Linked DNA regions of Mus musculus: all the other regions are linked to region 1. A link is a contact called in public Hi-C and promoter capture Hi-C data. All regions are on one chromosome and are shown on one strand. The core of a region is the stretch at or near the end of the contact, and the rest is flanking DNA. Distances in the headings are between cores, read along the strand shown. Region 1 overlaps Washc2 (WASH complex subunit 2`). Region 2 overlaps Alox5 (arachidonate 5-lipoxygenase). Region 3 has its middle 19 kb from the start of Plxnd1.

What was found. A called contact is a pair of places that touch in the nucleus more often than the background predicts. Capture Hi-C pulls out chosen DNA fragments and counts their contacts.
Region 2: a contact with region 1 is called in a promoter capture Hi-C map of adipose tissue. The contact joins two enhancer-like sites. A contact is called at or near these places in 1 of 39 promoter capture datasets (hippocampal neurons), 2 of 484 Hi-C or Micro-C datasets (cerebral cortex and nephron progenitors), 2 of 115 datasets of contacts at active chromatin or transcription factors (bone marrow-derived macrophages and embryonic stem cells) and 2 of 9 other capture datasets (adipose tissue and pancreatic islet).
Region 3: a Hi-C map of peritoneal macrophages shows a contact between it and region 1, with 5 times the contacts expected there. The contact joins two enhancer-like sites. A contact is called at or near these places in 1 of 39 promoter capture datasets (frontonasal cranial neural crest), 3 of 15 datasets of contacts at CTCF or cohesin (the NIH/3T3 cell line, large pre-B cells and pro-B cells), 33 of 484 Hi-C or Micro-C datasets (MC3T3-E1-derived osteoblasts, beige adipocytes, bone marrow-derived macrophages and 23 more), 4 of 115 datasets of contacts at active chromatin or transcription factors (astrocytes, bone marrow-derived dendritic cells, bone marrow-derived macrophages and 1 more) and 3 of 9 other capture datasets (adipose tissue, liver and pancreatic islet).

What each region holds. Positions count from the first base shown.
Region 1 is chr6:116,227,107-116,230,704 of GRCm38.p6, reverse strand. Washc2 (WASH complex subunit 2`) reads right to left here. Exons shown (of 31, transcript NM_026585.3): 15 at 3,171-3,359; 16 at 1,355-1,482. Among named protein-coding and RNA genes, the nearest start is that of Gm52873, 9.9 kb to the left of the region's middle. Within about 2 kb of position 1,719, at least 143 of the 459 cell types and tissues checked have an H3K27ac peak or open chromatin away from gene starts, as enhancers often do. A contact at or near this core is called in adipose tissue, bone marrow-derived dendritic cells, bone marrow-derived macrophages and 2 more, where this site is marked.
Region 2 is chr6:116,437,864-116,441,461 of GRCm38.p6, reverse strand. The region is part of intron 3 of Alox5 (arachidonate 5-lipoxygenase); the gene reads left to right. It overlaps Gm38880 (a long non-coding RNA gene), which reads right to left. Exons shown (of 5, transcript XR_869387.2): 3 at 2,946-3,049. Among named protein-coding and RNA genes, the nearest start is that of Alox5, 22 kb to the left of the region's middle. Within about 2 kb of position 1,946, at least 18 of the 459 cell types and tissues checked have an H3K27ac peak or open chromatin away from gene starts, as enhancers often do. A contact at or near this core is called in adipose tissue, where this site is marked.
Region 3 is chr6:116,011,750-116,015,347 of GRCm38.p6, reverse strand. No RefSeq gene overlaps it. Among named protein-coding and RNA genes, the nearest start is that of Plxnd1, 19 kb to the right of the region's middle. Within about 2 kb of position 1,702, at least 45 of the 459 cell types and tissues checked have an H3K27ac peak or open chromatin away from gene starts, as enhancers often do. A contact at or near this core is called in bone marrow-derived dendritic cells, bone marrow-derived macrophages, erythroblasts and 1 more, where this site is marked.

The DNA of each region.
Region 1 (3,598 bases), core at 470-2,969:
TTTCCTAATTAAATCTTTTAAAATGGAAAGCCCTATTTTTAATCTGGATCTTTTGGAGAAGGAAGATGCATCTGTAATCTAGACCTTCTGAGAGAGGAAAATCCACTTTTTAACTTGGTCTGCACCTTCTGCTGGCAGCCTCAATAAAGGACATGGAAGGAAGCTGGCTCTCTTCGCTTGCTCTTGCTCTCTAGCAAGTCCATTCCTTCACTAGCACTGGAGCCTACTTCTTTAGGATTCCAGTGTATATTGAAGACCATCTGAGATATACAGCCTGGCCGACTGAACAACTACTAGATTCTTGGACCTTCCACTAGTAGACAGCCATTGTTGGACTAGCTGGCCTAGCCTGTAAACCATTCAAGAAAATTCCCTTTCTAAATAAATCCCCTAATAAATTCCCTCATATATATGTAAGTATATACATACATATAGGTATTGATACATATACACATACACATATACACATACACTAAAGAAAGAAAAACCTATATAGGACATCTGTAGAATAAGATGTCTCACGGGGGAAAAAGACAGAATACCAACTATGTATAAAATTATTTTAAATCAGTATTATATTGAGTATTATTTTATAAAAGAAATGTTATGGCTACCTGGAGCCTCATGGATGCAGACTGCCATGAGACTCTTCTATAGAGTTACTGCCAGCCTCTGGCATGTGGGGATAAAACAGCATTCCCAGAACTGCCTAATAAAACATGTAGGGTGGTAAAACATAACAACTACAAATCACTTCCAAATAATCCTGAAAACAGCATGCTTGCACGAAGGCTCAGACATATATTTGGCAAATCCTCACTAATCTCACAGATCTGATTAGAAGTTATTTAGAGTTTCATTGTGCTTTTCAATTTTATGTTCAAAATTCTTTTTTTTTTTCAAAATTCTTAATATAAATGTAGTTGCTACTCTTGATTGTCAACCTGGCATATTCGGGAAGTGGGAAACTCAACTAAAGAACTCTTCCATCCGATTGGCCAGTGGGCATGTCTACCAGGTGTTTTCTCGGTTGCTAACTTTGCCACCTCTGGGCAGGTGGGCCCGGGCTGTGTAAGAAAGGCAGCTGAGCAAGCCAGCAAAACACTGAAGTCAGCAGCCGTGTTCTTCCACTGCCGCCTCCTTGAAGTCTTCTCTTGGCTTCCCTCAAGGACAGGCTGCAACCTGTAAAATAAACCTTTCCCTCCCCTACGTTGCTTTGGCCAGTGTTTATCACAGCAACAGAAAGCAAACTAGGACAGCAAACATGAAGGAGAACTCTACGTGCCTCTGAGACCCAGATAAACGGCTACTGTAAGCTGCCCAGGCCAATGTCCCTCAGTCCACCTCCACTCACCGTTTTATCTGCCCGCGTTTTGCTTTCATGTGTCTGGCTCACAGAAGCTGCCGGCAAAGCTTCTGCTTTTTCTTTAAACAGATCTCCTTCGTCATCATCAAAGATAATGGCAGTGGACTTGACTTTGTCTTAAAAGAGAAACCACAGCATAAAAATTACACTAAGGTCAAAATACACACACACACACACACACACAGACACACAGACACACAGACACACACTTCTTCTCTTCCACAGATAAATATGGAAGGTGTCTTATTTTTTGCTCATTTACAGAGAAATACAAAGTGAGTGGAGCCCTGCTCTGCCTTTAGTTCGGCTGCTTCCTTTCCCTGCTGCTTCCCTGCAGTTCTCGGGGCTGACCAGAGAGGGCGACATGCAGTCAAGTGCTCTGCCACAGAGCTGCTCTCCCCAGATCCACAGCCCTGGCACTCTGCAACAGCAGTTCAAATAAATCAAAAGACGCTAACCATATGAATGAACCTTCTCCAAACAGAAGACTCCTGTGCTAAGTATATCCAAGATGGGGATAAAGAGTAAAGATCACTTTAAGGAGCCAAAAAGTCATTAACTGTAGGACGGAGATGTGAAGGGTGACTCCTGTTTTCATTAAAGACCAAACTATACAGAAATAGATGAAACCAAATGCTGGCATTCCCTCATCTCCACCTGCCCACCTAGACAAGACAGACACAAGAGCTTGGTACACACACTTCTAAATCTTACCTTATGTTTATATCAGCTATTCATAAGATTATAAATTTGGAATAATCTGAGTAAAATGACCTACCATTTGTGTTTTCCATTTAATGTACAATGGAAATATCCCAAATATCCCAGGGTAGAAAAGTAAATGCCTCATTTTTTTTTACGAGATTTCTGTTTGTTTGTTTGTTTGTTTGTTTATGTGTTGCATTGTTTGCTCAGGTTTTGGGGTGGGTGTGTGTGCATGTATACAGAGGTCAGAAGGTGTCCGGTGTCCTACTACTCTCTCTCTACCTAGTCCTTTGAGATAGGGTCTTCCCCTGATCTTGGGGCTTGTGTTTTCTCTACCTGCCTCAAAGCCAGCAAAGCCCGGGGACCCTATCTCTGCCCTTGCACAGCTGGAGGATCCTATCTCTGCCCTTGCACAGCTGGAGGATCCTATCTCTGCCCTTGCACAGCTGGAGGATCCTATCTTTGCCCTTGCACAGCTGGAGGTCCGGGCATCGTTCCCAGGACGTGTAGAACGTACCCAGAACATCTGAGCCATCCCTCCAGCAGCTCATTCTTTTCAAAATCGAACAAAGACCCACTAAACAGAAAGACCACAGCTTTCCTGACTCCCCAGGCATAGCTCCGTCAGAGAGTAAAAGCACAGGAAGGACATCAGTGTGGACCTCGGAGGAGGGGAGAGGATGCACCAAAGCAAAAACAATACGAGCCCTCTGGCAGAAAAAAGAGAAGCTGGGAATTAAGCAACAAGCACGCAATGTTCCGCTCATGTAACTACCCGGAGTTGCTAGGAGGAAGTGTGACTAAATTTCTGCCTGTAATGTGAAAGGCAGAAGCAAAAACTTTAAGAAAAGAATACAGAAGAAGTTCAGCTCCCTATTAAAGAAGATAACCTCAGTAATTGATTCCCAAAGCAGAAAAGATTGACCTATGAGGGACCCCCCCAAGGCTATAGCACAATTTAAGCATAGATAAGACAATGACAGTAATGTTCAGTAAGTAAGGCATTCTGGAACTGTAAGAGACACCGAATGTGAAGAACTGTGTCCCCTTAAGTTTAATTTTCTTCTCTAAGTTCCCAGAATTAGCCTAAAAGTGGTACCGGTCTTAGAAGGCTTGCTAGAAGATGGCATAAAAAAGTTATTATCATCTTCATCATTGTCGTTATCATCATCATCAAAGAGGCCAGCAGGAGTTGGCAAATGTGAGCTCTTCCCCGGAGTAGGCTGCCCATGTTTCTGGAGCTCCTTCAGTGATGGGGCAGAGGTGGACCCAGACACATCAGGATGCCCTGAGGATGGAAGGACAGTCAGAGCTATGCTCCAGCAGGAGCCTCCTGACAGCACTCATGAGTCAGGTTCAGCCACAAAACACTTAGGAAATGAAATAACCTTTGTGCAGGTGTTGGACAGCAAAATGCAGCCCAGGGCTGCCTAGCCCTCAGGAACCTGGACTGATGCCCTCGCTCCTCCCCCCTTGCTGGTCTGTCAGGCTCTCCCCTTCTTTCCTCTTCTCTCCTTTCCCCAACAC
Region 2 (3,598 bases), core at 697-3,196, 210 kb before region 1:
AAATCTATACAACATATAGAGAACAGAAGAGCAAATCATGATAACCAGGCTCAGCAAAACCTCTTAGGTATGACACCAAGCACACACAGCACAAGGACAATCGCCACACTGGACTTTGTCAAAACATAAATCTTCTATACTTCACTGAACTCCACCAAAACAGTAAAATGATAAAATGGGCCAACGTATGCAGACTGCATCCAGCAAGAGGCTTAAATTCAAAATATATAGAGAACACTAACAAAAGGTAAAAAGACAGGTTATAACAAATGCTGCCAATGAGGGATGGAGGTCAAACCCCAGCACTCTGGTAAGGTCAAAAAGCCACAGCCATTCCGGGAGACATATCAGTTCTTCCTCAGAATTATAGATAGTGTCACCTCGTGACCCAGCAGCACTTCTTATCACAAGTGTTTCCAAAAATAATACAACCAGAATTAGGGGTGTAGCTCATGGCAGAGCACTTACCTAGTATATAGAAGAGCCAGGGACTCAGTGCACTCAGTGCACACCCCTGTACTGCAATATTAACATTAATAACTAAGCCATGTGTCTACACCAAATACTTGTATGCAAATATTCGTGGCAACCGTCTTCCTTGGGGTTTCTATTGGTGTAATAAGACACCATGACCAAACGAAACTTGGGAAGGGAAGGGTTTATTTCACTTCATACTGCCAGGTAATATCTACCAGTGAGCCACTGAGACCAATATAGTTGATCATACAATGAAGGCAAGATGCCAGAATCGCATGCAGCTGTCCCATAACTCTGGATTCTGTTGCTAAGGGAAACATGTGGCAGTGGAGCTATGACCAATAACAAAGAAGTGACATCACATCCCAGGGGTGGCTGGGCTTGGTGCCGTGCCTATTGTCCTAGATGATTTGGGAGGCTAAACAGAAGAATCATTTAGTCCCCGATGTTCAAGACCAACCTATTTCAAAAAGAAAATTCAGTATGTCAATGCTAAGAGTAAGGGTTGAGGGTACTCTCACTGATGTGATAGATAGCTAGAGAGATGTTTAGGGTCTGAAAGGGAGCAGGGAAGAAAGAGAGAGAGGGAGAAAGAGAAAAACAGGCAGAAAGACAGACAGGTTGAGAGAGATAGAGACAAATGCATATGTCTACATACCCTAGTTCACAGTTTAAAAGTTAAAAACTCTTGCGCCATCCCTGCATGGTGTAAGAGCATAACCTGATTATACTGTAGTCAGGCCAAAAATTCAAAAATTCAATGTGTATGCAAGCCTTTCCGCTCAGCACCCTATGATGTAGTTTGGAACTTCTGTACTTTTACAGGGCATAGATCATTGTCCCAGAGTCTGCCTTCCCTTCCATCCGGCTGAGGAAATCTTCAGCTCTCTTCTCCATTTCAACTCCCTGTGACAAAGCCCTTTATAGAGTTCTACAGGACTTCTAGTCTGTGGAGTGGGTTAGGACAAAACTCCAGAGTGAGTCAATTTGTTGTCAGCCACTATTATCTTAGTGTGGTTTGGTGCACACCTAATTAGACTTCTTACCCATTACACCTAAGAGATCACAATCTAGCCTGATCTGGAAGCCGTTTACTTCATCACAACCTGGGTCTTGTGAAGAGGATGAGAAGGGCACTGTGAAATATCTTGTCCCTTTCTTAAGCCCTATTTTACTCCCTCCTTCCAAGCCGCTGCTCTCTTCAGCAGCCCGCCTCCCACCCATGCCCCATTTCCGGTCAGAAAACACTGAACTTTGCACTGTCTGCACAATTGTGAAGTTCCCCTTTCACATACACTTTCAGGCTTCCAGATTATGGAAGCTGAGCAAGAGAATACTTCCAGGAATGCTGCTGGCTTGACTCAGTAGCCCATCTGGGAAAGGGCACAGAAAGGGCCCAGGTCAGAGCTCCGTGGCCCCTGGCCCTCACTCGCTGCACTGTCAGTGAGTATGACACAGTATACTGTGGTCTGAGGGCTCTCACATCCCTGACCTAATACGTCAGTATCTTCAGTTTTCAATCATCATTATGCTCTGAAGACCAGCCATTGACACAACTCGACAGCCTTTCATTTTAATTCCTGCATAGTTAAATGCATCACACATTTTTGGTTTTGTGTTCTGAAAACTGAGCGCAGGACCTATTAAATGGTAAGCAAGCAAACACTCTATCCCCAGCTCCGGAGGCATCATTCTTGGGTACCACTTTGCTATATTCATTTGGCTACCTGCTGATGAACACATGGGTACCTCCTAGTGCTTTCAGACTGAGCCACAGTGAGCTTTCTGCTAACGTGAGAGAATTACTCTGGGGAACATGTCTAGATGAAGATCTGTGAGATGACCAAGTGTGTGCGTCATCTGACTTCTCTAGATCTTGGTAATTGTTTGCCCAGCTGTCCAGACACTTTCCACCCTTAGCTGGTGTTGCTGTAAGATGCCATTCCCCTGCATCACCAACCCATTCGACATGAGACATTTTTGTTCTCGACTGTCTAATGGGTAGGATTGTGTCTCATTTCTTCGTCATAAGATGCTACATATTCATGGATTACACATAAGCACTACAGGCTGAGCCAATGACTCCCCTACTGGTGAACATTCAGCTCGATTCCCTACTTCTGTTTGTTTTGAATATTACAGAGAAGCAACTTGTATGCATGATATATAAGTCATTTAATCATTGGCAGATCTGTCTAGAGAACATTAATCACTTGTCTCAAAGCAGCTCTCATCTCACATAAAATGAGATAATGTATTGTGACACAAATATGAATGTCCAGGCCTGGCTGGCTTGGGTGTTCTGCATGCTGAATTTCCACACAGAAGCAATTGCATAAACATCCATACCCACAGGATAAGAGAGAGCATTAAACCAAAGCATTTTTTCCAGCACATCAGTGGGAACAAGAGTTGCATGAGCTACATCCAATTGGGGAAAATCTGCTGCAGGTGTGAGAGTTACCTACCTGGTGGTAGTCTTAGCTTTGGGGTGAGAGTTACCTGGTGGTAGTCTCAGCTTTGGGGTTAGTAAGGAAGCTGCTGGTGTGTTTATACGGTCCAAAGATTTCACCTGGTATTTGGAAGGATAAAAAGTCAGACATAGAGGCAGACAATGATTGGCTATTAAAGAGACAAAAGGTGACCCAAGATAACTTTTCTCTAGATCTGCACACCAACTCTTTATAATAACAAAGTTCCCATAAGCTGATCAACCTTGTAAAACCTTTAGAGCAAGTGCAGCTTTCTTTTCTAAGAACATTATTAGTTCACAGTTGTGTCGGGCAAGTGTCACATTTTGCGCGTGCAGAAATGTTGTTTTATGTCCTCTGATGCTAAGAAGGCTCATTCTGAGGAACTGATAAACAGGAGGCGGAGCAGCCAGGAGAGCAGTCTCCAGAAGAGAGAAGAGGGTAAAGAAGAGGATGTCTTTCAGAAGACATCCTTTATTTATAGCAGTTTTACTGGCTATCATGATCTCAATATGACCTTTCTTTCTCCCTCTGCATCTGACAAAACATATACATATAACATAAAATGGTAATATTATCCCAAAAGTTAAAACAATTAAACACAGAGCCTAAAGGAGAAAAAGGTAATGGGTGAAGGAAGCAGGCAGCTA
Region 3 (3,598 bases), core at 453-2,952, 220 kb after region 1:
CTCATGGGTGCAGGCACCTGCCACTAAGGCTGATGATGTGAGTTGAGTTCCTAGAAAACACGTGGTGGGAGTAAAGCACTAAGTCCCACATGTTGTCCTGTGACTGCCACATGTGCACAATGGCAAGTGTGCAGATACACACAGAGTATATGAGTAAACATAAAAATATAGATACACACAAGGCATAAGCAAATATAAGCACACACAGAAAACTGCCCCTTGAGTGCTAGATTATAGGCATCTGCTACTACCCCTGGCTCTGTATAAAGAAAGGGCACAGGTGAGATGGCTCAGCCAGTGCGTCCCACACAAGCTTGACCACCCACCGTAGAGGAGAGAGAACCCAACTTCTAAAAGTTGTTCTCTAACCTACACGTGTATACTTTGGCACACACATGAGCAAATGCACGTGCACATACGCACACACACACACACATACACATGCACACACATATGTATACAGATACACATATTTTTTTTTAAACAGAGAAAGACCCATGACAGTGAGGAAAGAGACTACACAGTGTCCTATGCTGGGTTGTGCTGGACCATGTCTGAGGTTGTCTGAGGCAGAATCTGAATGGGTTTGGACCCTTTGAGCTCTTCCAGCCTGGGGGTGTAGTTCTGGAAACCAGGGACCAGTGTAATATCAGCAGTTGGTGTCGTCTGATCCCACAGCTACAGAGCAATCTGTGCAAGACTGGCCTGCAGCAGGGCGCTGACATCGGGACAGGAGCCCAAGCTCTGTGTGGGAGGGAGAAGGGAGGGTCTTCCCACCAGGTGAGAGAGAGCAGTAGCTCTCAGCGGAGGCTGCAGAGCGGCGGGGCTAAGAGATGATGCTGTGCTTTGTGGTCCTCGGTCTGGTTTTTGTCCCCTTTAGGAGTGGATGTAAGAAGCTGAAGACCCAGGCCCCACACATGCTAGGCCGGCACTTGAGCACTGAGCTACACAGCAGCCTGAGGAGCTGGGGTTTAGATGGGCCAAAATGGCTTAGGAGGGTGTGTAAATTAGAGGAACTGTGTCAGCAAACCACAGGCTGAGGGGACCAAGATGAAGAGTTTGAGCAAGCGGGAACCAAGCTGCAAGGAGCAATAAAGGCCAGCTGGAATGGTAGCTCGGTGGCTGACGCGGACCAGGATGCACAAGGCCATCCCCAGTATTGAAAAAGATAAATAAAAATTAAAAACTAGACACTGAATGCCATGCTCCAGGTTTATTTACCTGGCCACAAGAGAAGCCATTGAAAGTGTCGAGAGATGACCCAGCCATATGTTTAAAGGCAATTACAGCCTTTCAAAAGGAACCAGTAGCCAGGTTTTCATGTCATCCAAATGGGCAATATGGTTGCAAAATGCGTCCTGCAGGCTTTGGCCCTGCCCACCCCACCCACCCACCCCCCACCCCCGTGAATACCATAAGGAAAGGAGGTGAAATTTTGCAACTTCCTCCTCCTTGCCTTGCAAACAAGGAAGTAACAGTCACTGTAAGAAAACAATTTCACAAGTTTTAAAGACAATGAAACCTTAGCTCTCTCAGGCTGGCTTCGGACTCACTCTGTAGTGAGGGTGGCCTTGAACTCCTGAGCTTCCAGCCTCCCCTCTCCCTGTGCTGGGATCACAGGTGTCCACTTCTGCATCATCTGGCTTTAGAATTCAATTTTTTTTTTCAAGACAGGCATAGAGGCACATCTTCATAAACCCAGCATTCTGGAAGCAGAGACAGATCTCTCTATGAGTTTGAGTCTACCCTACTCTCCATAGCAAATTCCACAGCCAGCATGACGCAAAAAAAAAAAAAAAAAAAAAGTAAATAAAAAGATTTTTAAATTTGATTTTATTTTTAATTGTGTTTGTGTCTTTCTGTTTGTGCACGAGGCACTGATTATAGTTGTGTGCTTGTGTGTGCAATGGTCATGGAGGCCAGAAGAGGTTTTACAATCCCCTGAGTGCTGGGAACTGACCTCAGGTTCTCTGAAACAACAGTACATGCTCTTAAGCAACAAACCATCTCTCCAGACCTTATTTTTATTTTTAATTATAAATAGATGGAGGTGAGGTGGGTATGTATATGAGTGTAGGTGCCCATATGGAGGCCAGAGCATTCCTTCTCTGAAGCTGGAGTTAGAATTGGTTGTGAGCCACTCAAGTGCTGGGAACCAAGCTCAGGTCCCCTGTAAGAGCAGTACGTGTCTCTTAACTGTCCAGCCGAGTAGCTCTCCAGCCCCTCAATTTTTTTTTTTGAATCTTATTTATTTAGAGTTAGAATTTCTCTGTGTAGCCCTGGCAGTCCTGTAATTTGCTGTGTAGACCAGGCTGGCTTCACTAGCCTCAAACTCAGAGATCAGCCGGCATCTGCATCTCAAGTGTTTGGATTAAAGGCATACACGACCACACCCATCTCAAGATCCCCAGTTCTGAAAGAAATCAAAGAAAAAAAAGGAGAAAGGAAAGAAAGAGACAGAGGGGGAAAAGAATGGAAGGAAGGACTGAGGGAGAGGAAGAAGGAGAGAGAGAGGTGGGGGAGGAGGGAGAAAGAGAGAGAGAGGGAGGGAGGAAGGAGAAGAGCCACTCAGGGAGAGTGGCATATGCCTGTAACCTCAGCACTAAGGGGCCAACTCTGGAGGACTGCAGGTTTGAGGACAGCTTGGGTTGTGTAGTAAGACCATGTGTGAAAACACAAACAAAAATCCCAGTTTCATTTGACATAATCCAGCTTATCTAGAATGTTCTTACATTTCAGGAGGGAGTAAGTCAGGAGTGACAGAGCCTGCTAAGAGGCACAGCAAGTCATGAGTGACAGTAGCTGCCTCCCTCATGGAAGGCTAAATTCCATGTCACAAGCCACTTACTCCAGCACCCGATAAGAGGCTTCTTATTAGAAGACCTGGTAGTCAGGTACCGATCGATGTCACTCTCCAACACTCCAGAATGTGTCCTCTGTCATTGACCCCACAAAAGACCAAGTAGTCAATATGTGGGCTTTCCCTGAGCAGCCTTGGATCTCGAGTGAGTCTGGACCCCGGCCCCCCAAATCTATATATGTCAGAAAATTCTGCCATAGTGGTAACAAAAGAACGTCCCAGCCACAAAGGACAAAAACTTGCCAATAAATACACAAAGGCTCAACTGGCTCTGAGATGCTGTCTTTTGTGGCTTTGTCCCCAGCGTCTAAAGCAGCACACAATAGGTGCAGCACACAATAGGTGCAGCACACAATAGGTGCAGCACACAATAGGTGCAGCACACAATAGGTGCTCATTCAAGAGTAGAACTTAAAAGCCCACTGCTTATCAAATCCTGCTTGGTCTACTTCTGAGGATGCAGCCAAGCTGCTCTGCCAAGTAAGAGTTCTGCTCTGCCTGCCTGCCTCCCATGACATGGGAGGCCCGAGGGCGTGGTTGGCAGTTTGACGCTCAGACTCTTGCATTTCTGCTGTTCCATCAGGCCAGGTAAGGAACCAGGATTTGTTATCAGACTGGGGAGATGGTTCGGTGGACCCACTTAAAGCTGGACTCTGTATCTTTGCCCCCTGTAATTCCAGGGATGCTGAGGTAGACACGGGAGCTCCATGGCACTCCCTGGTCAGTCAGCCATGGTCA